Linked DNA regions of Mus musculus: region 1 is linked to region 2. Evidence: chromatin contacts called from public Hi-C data. All regions are on one chromosome and are shown on one strand. The core of a region is the stretch at or near the end of the contact, and the rest is flanking DNA. Distances in the headings are between cores, read along the strand shown.

The links. A called contact is a pair of places that touch in the nucleus more often than the background predicts.
Region 1: a contact with region 2 is called in a Hi-C map of the G1E-ER4 cell line, with 3 times the contacts expected there. The contact joins two enhancer-like sites. A contact is called at or near these places in 8 of 39 promoter capture datasets (the C10 cell line, the HPC-7 cell line, cranial neural crest and 5 more), 1 of 484 Hi-C or Micro-C datasets (the G1E-ER4 cell line), 2 of 115 datasets of contacts at active chromatin or transcription factors (bone marrow-derived macrophages and embryonic basal ganglia) and 1 of 9 other capture datasets (embryonic stem cells).

What each region holds. Positions count from the first base shown.
Region 1 is chr8:25,223,686-25,226,449 of GRCm38.p6, reverse strand. It overlaps a transcript of Tacc1 not described here. Among named protein-coding and RNA genes, the nearest start is that of Tacc1, 24 kb to the right of the region's middle. Within about 2 kb of position 1,474, at least 71 of the 459 cell types and tissues checked have an H3K27ac peak or open chromatin away from gene starts, as enhancers often do. A contact at or near this core is called in the G1E-ER4 cell line and bone marrow-derived macrophages, where this site is marked.
Region 2 is chr8:25,620,130-25,623,135 of GRCm38.p6, reverse strand. It overlaps a transcript of Nsd3 not described here. Among named protein-coding and RNA genes, the nearest start is that of Gm24992, 10 kb to the left of the region's middle. Within about 2 kb of position 1,450, at least 86 of the 459 cell types and tissues checked have an H3K27ac peak or open chromatin away from gene starts, as enhancers often do. A contact at or near this core is called in the G1E-ER4 cell line and bone marrow-derived macrophages, where this site is marked.

The sequences.
Region 1 (2,764 bases), core at 225-2,724, 400 kb after region 2:
TGCAGAAGGGATTTGTAGCGGCAGTGTGTGTTTATAGAAATGCAGGTTTAAAGACAGTCCCTTAAAACTTGTATTGGTTGTGTGGCAGAACTTGTGGGTGCCTTCTGTGGTTTCTGTACAGCTTACGAAGGTCTTATTTGCAGAAGCAGGGAGACTGCTATGCCCCCCTTCGGAGGATAGCCATTCTCCACCAAGAGGGATGAATGGGTTCCCAGAGTCCCAGGTACCCTGTTTAACAAGGAGCTTAGGAATTCAAAGCCAGCATGAGCGCCATACTAAGACCCCGTTTAAAAGAAACGGGGGGGGGGGGGGGGAGGAAGGAGATTGGCTTTTTCATCTTCAGGGCTATAACACTATAACATCCACTTGACTGGCTCATCCAACATTTTTTAAATACATTTTTAGTTTCTCCTTATGTTTTTCTTTTGGCCTAGTTTATGGTTTATTTTGTTTTAACGGAAATGTTGTTTTCTTACCCTTTGTAAACTCTTTCCTTTGAGTCCAAACTCCTACACCAGAACTAGTGTGCTTGATGCTTGAGGAGTGTGGGGGTGAGTGTGGGGGTGAGTGTGTGAGTGAGTGTGTGGGTGGTTGGGTGGTGTGGGGGTGAGTGTGGGGGTGTGGGGGTGAGTGTGGGGGTGGTGTGGGGGTGAGTGTGTGGGTGTGTGGGAAAGTGTGTGGGTGAGTGTGTGGGTGGTACTTGGGGTTTGTGGGAGTGGCTTGTGTGTGACTTTGTGGGGACATTTATTTGTGTGGGAGATTGGAGTATGTATAGCTCTATGGCATATATATGTGTGTGTGTATATATATATATAAATATGTGTATGTGTATGTATGTCTATATATCTGTATAGGAGAGGTGTGTGTATGTGTGACTATATGCAATTGTGGTATGTATACATGAGACTATATGTGGATTGTGTGTAGTGAGTTTAATCTGTGATTCTATAGTATTATGTGAGGGGGAAGTGTGTGTGTGTGTGTCTGTGTGTGTGTGTGTGTCTGTGTGTACATGTCCTGTACTTCCAGCCGGACTTTCCAATAAACCTTCCAAAGAGCAGTAACAATTTGACACCTTGAGAGATCAGAAAACAGTGTCCCCACCCCCACCCCCCCCTCGGTCAAGCCGCAGAGCCCTGTTGTGGTTATCTTGTTTCTGTAAAAATACTCTAGGTGACAGTTTCCAAGCCACGACTTCTCAAGGACTTCACAATCAGGGAGGAATCTTTTGGAAGTTCCTCTCCAAGGGCGATAGCTTCACTGGTTTCTGAAGGTAGCAGCTGGGTAAGATTTTAGCTCTCCTTTCTCCCTCACCGCCTGCCCTGTTGCCACTACTGGATATGCCCGCCTTCCTTCCTCCCTCTCGGCGAGTGCGCCCCCTCCTCACCCGCCACCCCCACCCATGGAAGCTGAATCACGCTGCTTCCTTTTTTGGTCACAGCTGAGTTTCTTCCACCTTCAGAGCCCTGTGTTACATAAAATGAATCACTCCTTTGCACTCCGCTGTCAGCTTCAGAACGAATAAGCAGCTCCCTTGGGGTGCCCCGTCCACCCTGAACGCCACTTGATGGGAGATATTGAATGGTTGACTCTAAAGTGTGAGGGCAGGTGATAAAATGATCCTGAGTATCTTGCTTGGGGGGTGGGGGTAGGGGCACAGAAATCAGTATTTTAATGGGAGCAGAGGAAAAATTCCAGCAAAGAAGAAAGACTTAGGGAAAAAAATTTCAATTTGGTCCTTGTATGGGTAGGCAGGAGTGAATTCTGGGACCACAGAGGCAGCAGCATTTGGCCACACAGATGTACCAGGAGCTGTGGAATGAAGCTGAGGAATGGTTCACACCATCTGTGTACATATTTCTGGCGCCACCAAGCTGGGAAATGTTCCTACCAGGGCTTATCATAGACGTTTAACCCAGCATCTCCAATAGAGGGATGAAATACATTTAGAGACCAGGGACTAATGAAAATGCCCAATTTGTTTATCGCTAACACACTGCAGAGTCAGGTTTCTGCGTATGAAACCCCCAAACTTAGCTCCTTGCCTGGGATTCCTGCTGGGTACCCTGCTTCCATCTCAGAGGGCTTTTTCTCCTGGGAGGGTGTGGGTGGGCAGCCTTGAGCACATCTTCCACCCTGGGGATGCTGACTTAGGTCTGGAATCCTGCCCTGGGTTTGATCTACTAAACAGGTTCTGGTAAACACAGTTGAAATGTTAAAAGGCTGTCAAGGCACGGCAGTTGGGTTAGATGTGGGTCCCACATGCTCGATGGGTCTAATATGGTTTGGGGGCAGGAGAAAAGAGGGATAGGGGTGGGAGAGAATTTTGAGTCAGCTGTGAGTCACATTCACACCCTGGAAAGCTGGAGTTGGACCCAGCACAGGAAAGCATAAGTTCCAAATTGAAATGTGGATTGTGGGTGGAGAAAATGGTGTTCAAGAAGACAAAAATCAGAGAAACCTCTCATAGCCACGATCAGTCTGCTGAGCCTCTGGGGTGTGCCATGCTCTGGGCTTGAGAGTTTTACTGAGAGGGAAGCAGCCAGTGGTGTGCAGTCCGTAGACAGGCGGGGCACAAAGCAATGCACTTGGCGTGGTGAAAGCTTCTGTCTCTAGTGTGCAAGCTGAAGACAAATGCCCTGCCGAGAGAGCTCAGCTGTACAGATGGCGCTGGGACAGTGACAACCACGTGCAAAGGAAAGAAAGCGCATCTACAGCTCTCATCCCAAACAAAGATAAACTCAAGATGTGCCACGAGCCTTCA
Region 2 (3,006 bases), core at 201-2,700:
GTTAATTCCAGCACTCAGGGGGCAGAGGCAGGAGGATAGCTGTGAGTTTGAGGCCAGCCTTGTCTACACAAGAAGCTCTAGGATGGCCAAGGCTACACAGAGAGGCCCTATCTCAATGAATGAATGAATGAATGAATGAATGAATAAATGGTGACATCTCATCATACAGATAAATGATACACCATGTAGACTACAGAGCTATTATAAAAGGTAAAACAAAGGCTGAAGAGGTGGCTAGGTGATAAGAGCATGTGATGTGAAAGACCCAGGTTTGATTCCCATCACCCACATGGTGGCTCACTACTTTCTTGGACACCCAACACTCATGTGGTACCTAGATGCACAAGCAGGCAAAATACACATAAAATAATAAAATAAAATTTAAAATCTTGTAAAAGGTAAAACAAGAATATTTAGGAAGAGCAAAAGATTCCCTCTTTCTGATTTTCATTGTCTCTTTGTTTTGTTGGATAGGGTCTCACTATGTGGCCTGACTGGCTTGAACTCTCTATGTAGACCAAGCTGGTCTTGAACCCATAAACATCCACCTCCCTCTGCCTCCTGAGCTTGAATACTAACAGACTGCTTTTCATTCTCTAGGCATTAGTAAGAACCTCTGTTGGGAGCTGGAGATAGATGGCTCAATGGTTAAAAGCACACACTGCTTTTCCAGAGGACCTGAGTTCAATTCCCAGCAACCACATGGTGGCTCACAATCGTGTGTGATGGGATCCAGTGCCTTCTTCTGGTGCGTCTGGAGACAGCTACATATGATCACAGCACTTTCTGGAGGCTGAGGATCAAGGTCAAAGGAACATGGTGGTCTACACAGATAGTTCAGGCCAGCCAGCATTACATAGTAAGATACTGTCTCAAAGAAACAAAACCCAAAGACAATGTAAGACAAATAAGTACTTGAGTCAGTCTGAGTTTTCACTAGAGTGTGACAGTGAGGGCCACAGGTGAGAAGATAAGCTGCAGTCAACGCAGGCTGTGCCTCCTGCTCGCTCTCCCAAGTCTGTCCACTGCCTCCCACTCACTCACTGCTTATGCTGGAAGAGTCCTTACCTTAACCAGAACATGTTTCCTAACTCATGGTGCTATTTCCAGCATTATCCATCTCTGACCATGCTTTACAGCATAAACAGTAAGCAAAAAGACATGTGTGGCTTGACTAAGAAATGTTCCCCCAAGGCTCTTGTATTTCAACACTGGCCCCCAGTTGGTGGCATCAGAGGAGGGTACAGTAGCACCTCAGGGTAGAGAGCACTGCTAGAGAGAGGGCTCTGAGGATTAAAGCCTCGCCGCACTTCCTGCTTGCTCTCTCTGTTTCCTGTCTGGGATATGTCATCAACCAGCTTCCCAGTTTTCTCTCCATGCTTCCCCAACCATCAGGGACAGCTTGCCCTCTGGAACTAAGCCAAAATAAACACCTCCATAAGTTACCTTTGGTCATAGTATTTTACCACACGGGGAAAAATGTAACTTAGGCGGGAAAGATGTGGCTCAGAGGTTAAGAGCATTTGTCGCTCTTGCAAAGGCCTATAGTTGGGCTCCCAGTATCCACATGGTAGCTTACAACCATAGCTCCTGTTTCAAGGGATCAAATACCCTCTTCTGGCCTCTGTGCATACAAGGCATACATACTGCACACATACATACATGCAGGCAAAATACACATATCTCAATAAACAAACAAACAGAGCAGGATTTAACCTTAATAAGCCTTTGTATGCCTCAGAACAAATCAAAAAAGCTGAAGCCCCTGATACTGTGGCACCAGCCTATGTAGTCAGAGACCTGCAGGGTCCCATTTGCCCTCCACCATGTTACCTTTTCTCTCTCAGCCACCACTCAGTCTTATGATTCCATTCAGGTGTTAATACACTCCAAGTGGCCTTAAAATGCCATATCACATGTGCTCTAAGCCAGGTCAAGTCCTCCTCCACTAACAGAGCATTCTACATTTACATTCCATCACAACACTAAATAGTATAGGAAAGAGGTGTGTGTGTGTCTATGTTTTTGTGTGTAAAGTAAGCATGATCTCAAATATCTACACAAGAAAGAACACTAGAATACTTGACTCCATAATTCTGAGCACCCACTGCTGTCAATTACCCTTTCTAGTCTGAGAAGGTCCAGGGAAGACTCATGCCAGCTCCACCTTCCTTCCCATTCTGTTACTACTGTAACGGGAAAGAAACCAAATGTTACAACCCAGCAACCCCTCCCAGCCCCAATCTATTCAGATTTCTCTAATAGCGCAAGTGTTTACTATTAGACACTGAGCTAAGTCTAACAGTAGAGAGGTGAAGACTCAGACAAGGTCCCATAATCCTAGAGCCTACACTATTCGGGAGAAGTCAATACAGGGAACACTGGGGGCAGAGCTCCCAGAGCAGTCCTGATGAGAGCAGCGCTTCCTGTGGAGTGCCTGCATTATGTCAAGTCCTGAGCACTAGAGATAAAAGATAAACAAGACAGACTCAGTCCCTCCTGGCAGTAAATATCCAGGCTAAGACAGTGAAATGTGGGATATCACACACGTCCAGGCTGAGAAGAGCCAAACGGTTCTCTGAAAGCTGACAGTAGATAGCACTTCAAAAAACTTCAATGAAGAATTTTCAGAGCTCCTCAGTATTATAAATACCAAATTGGCTTTTGAAATGTTTTTTCTTGAAATGCTGTGAAATCAAACGAGATGCATTTAATGAAAACGCACCACACAACTGGGGATGGAAGGGTAGGTACCAGAAGCTAAGGGGAGAATGAAGTGTGTTTAGGAACACTGGAGTGAAGATCCACAGCTAACTGCAGCATCTGGCACAGTGCCAATAAATTAATTCTGATAGAAAAACACTAAAGGGACACAGGGCTGGATTAACCATTAAAATATCTTATTACCATTAAGTGTGTTACCGATATGCCACTAGATGCTTGTAACATGAATCACAACTGATGTTACTGGTTTGCTATGTGCACATGCCTGCAGAGACTAGACGC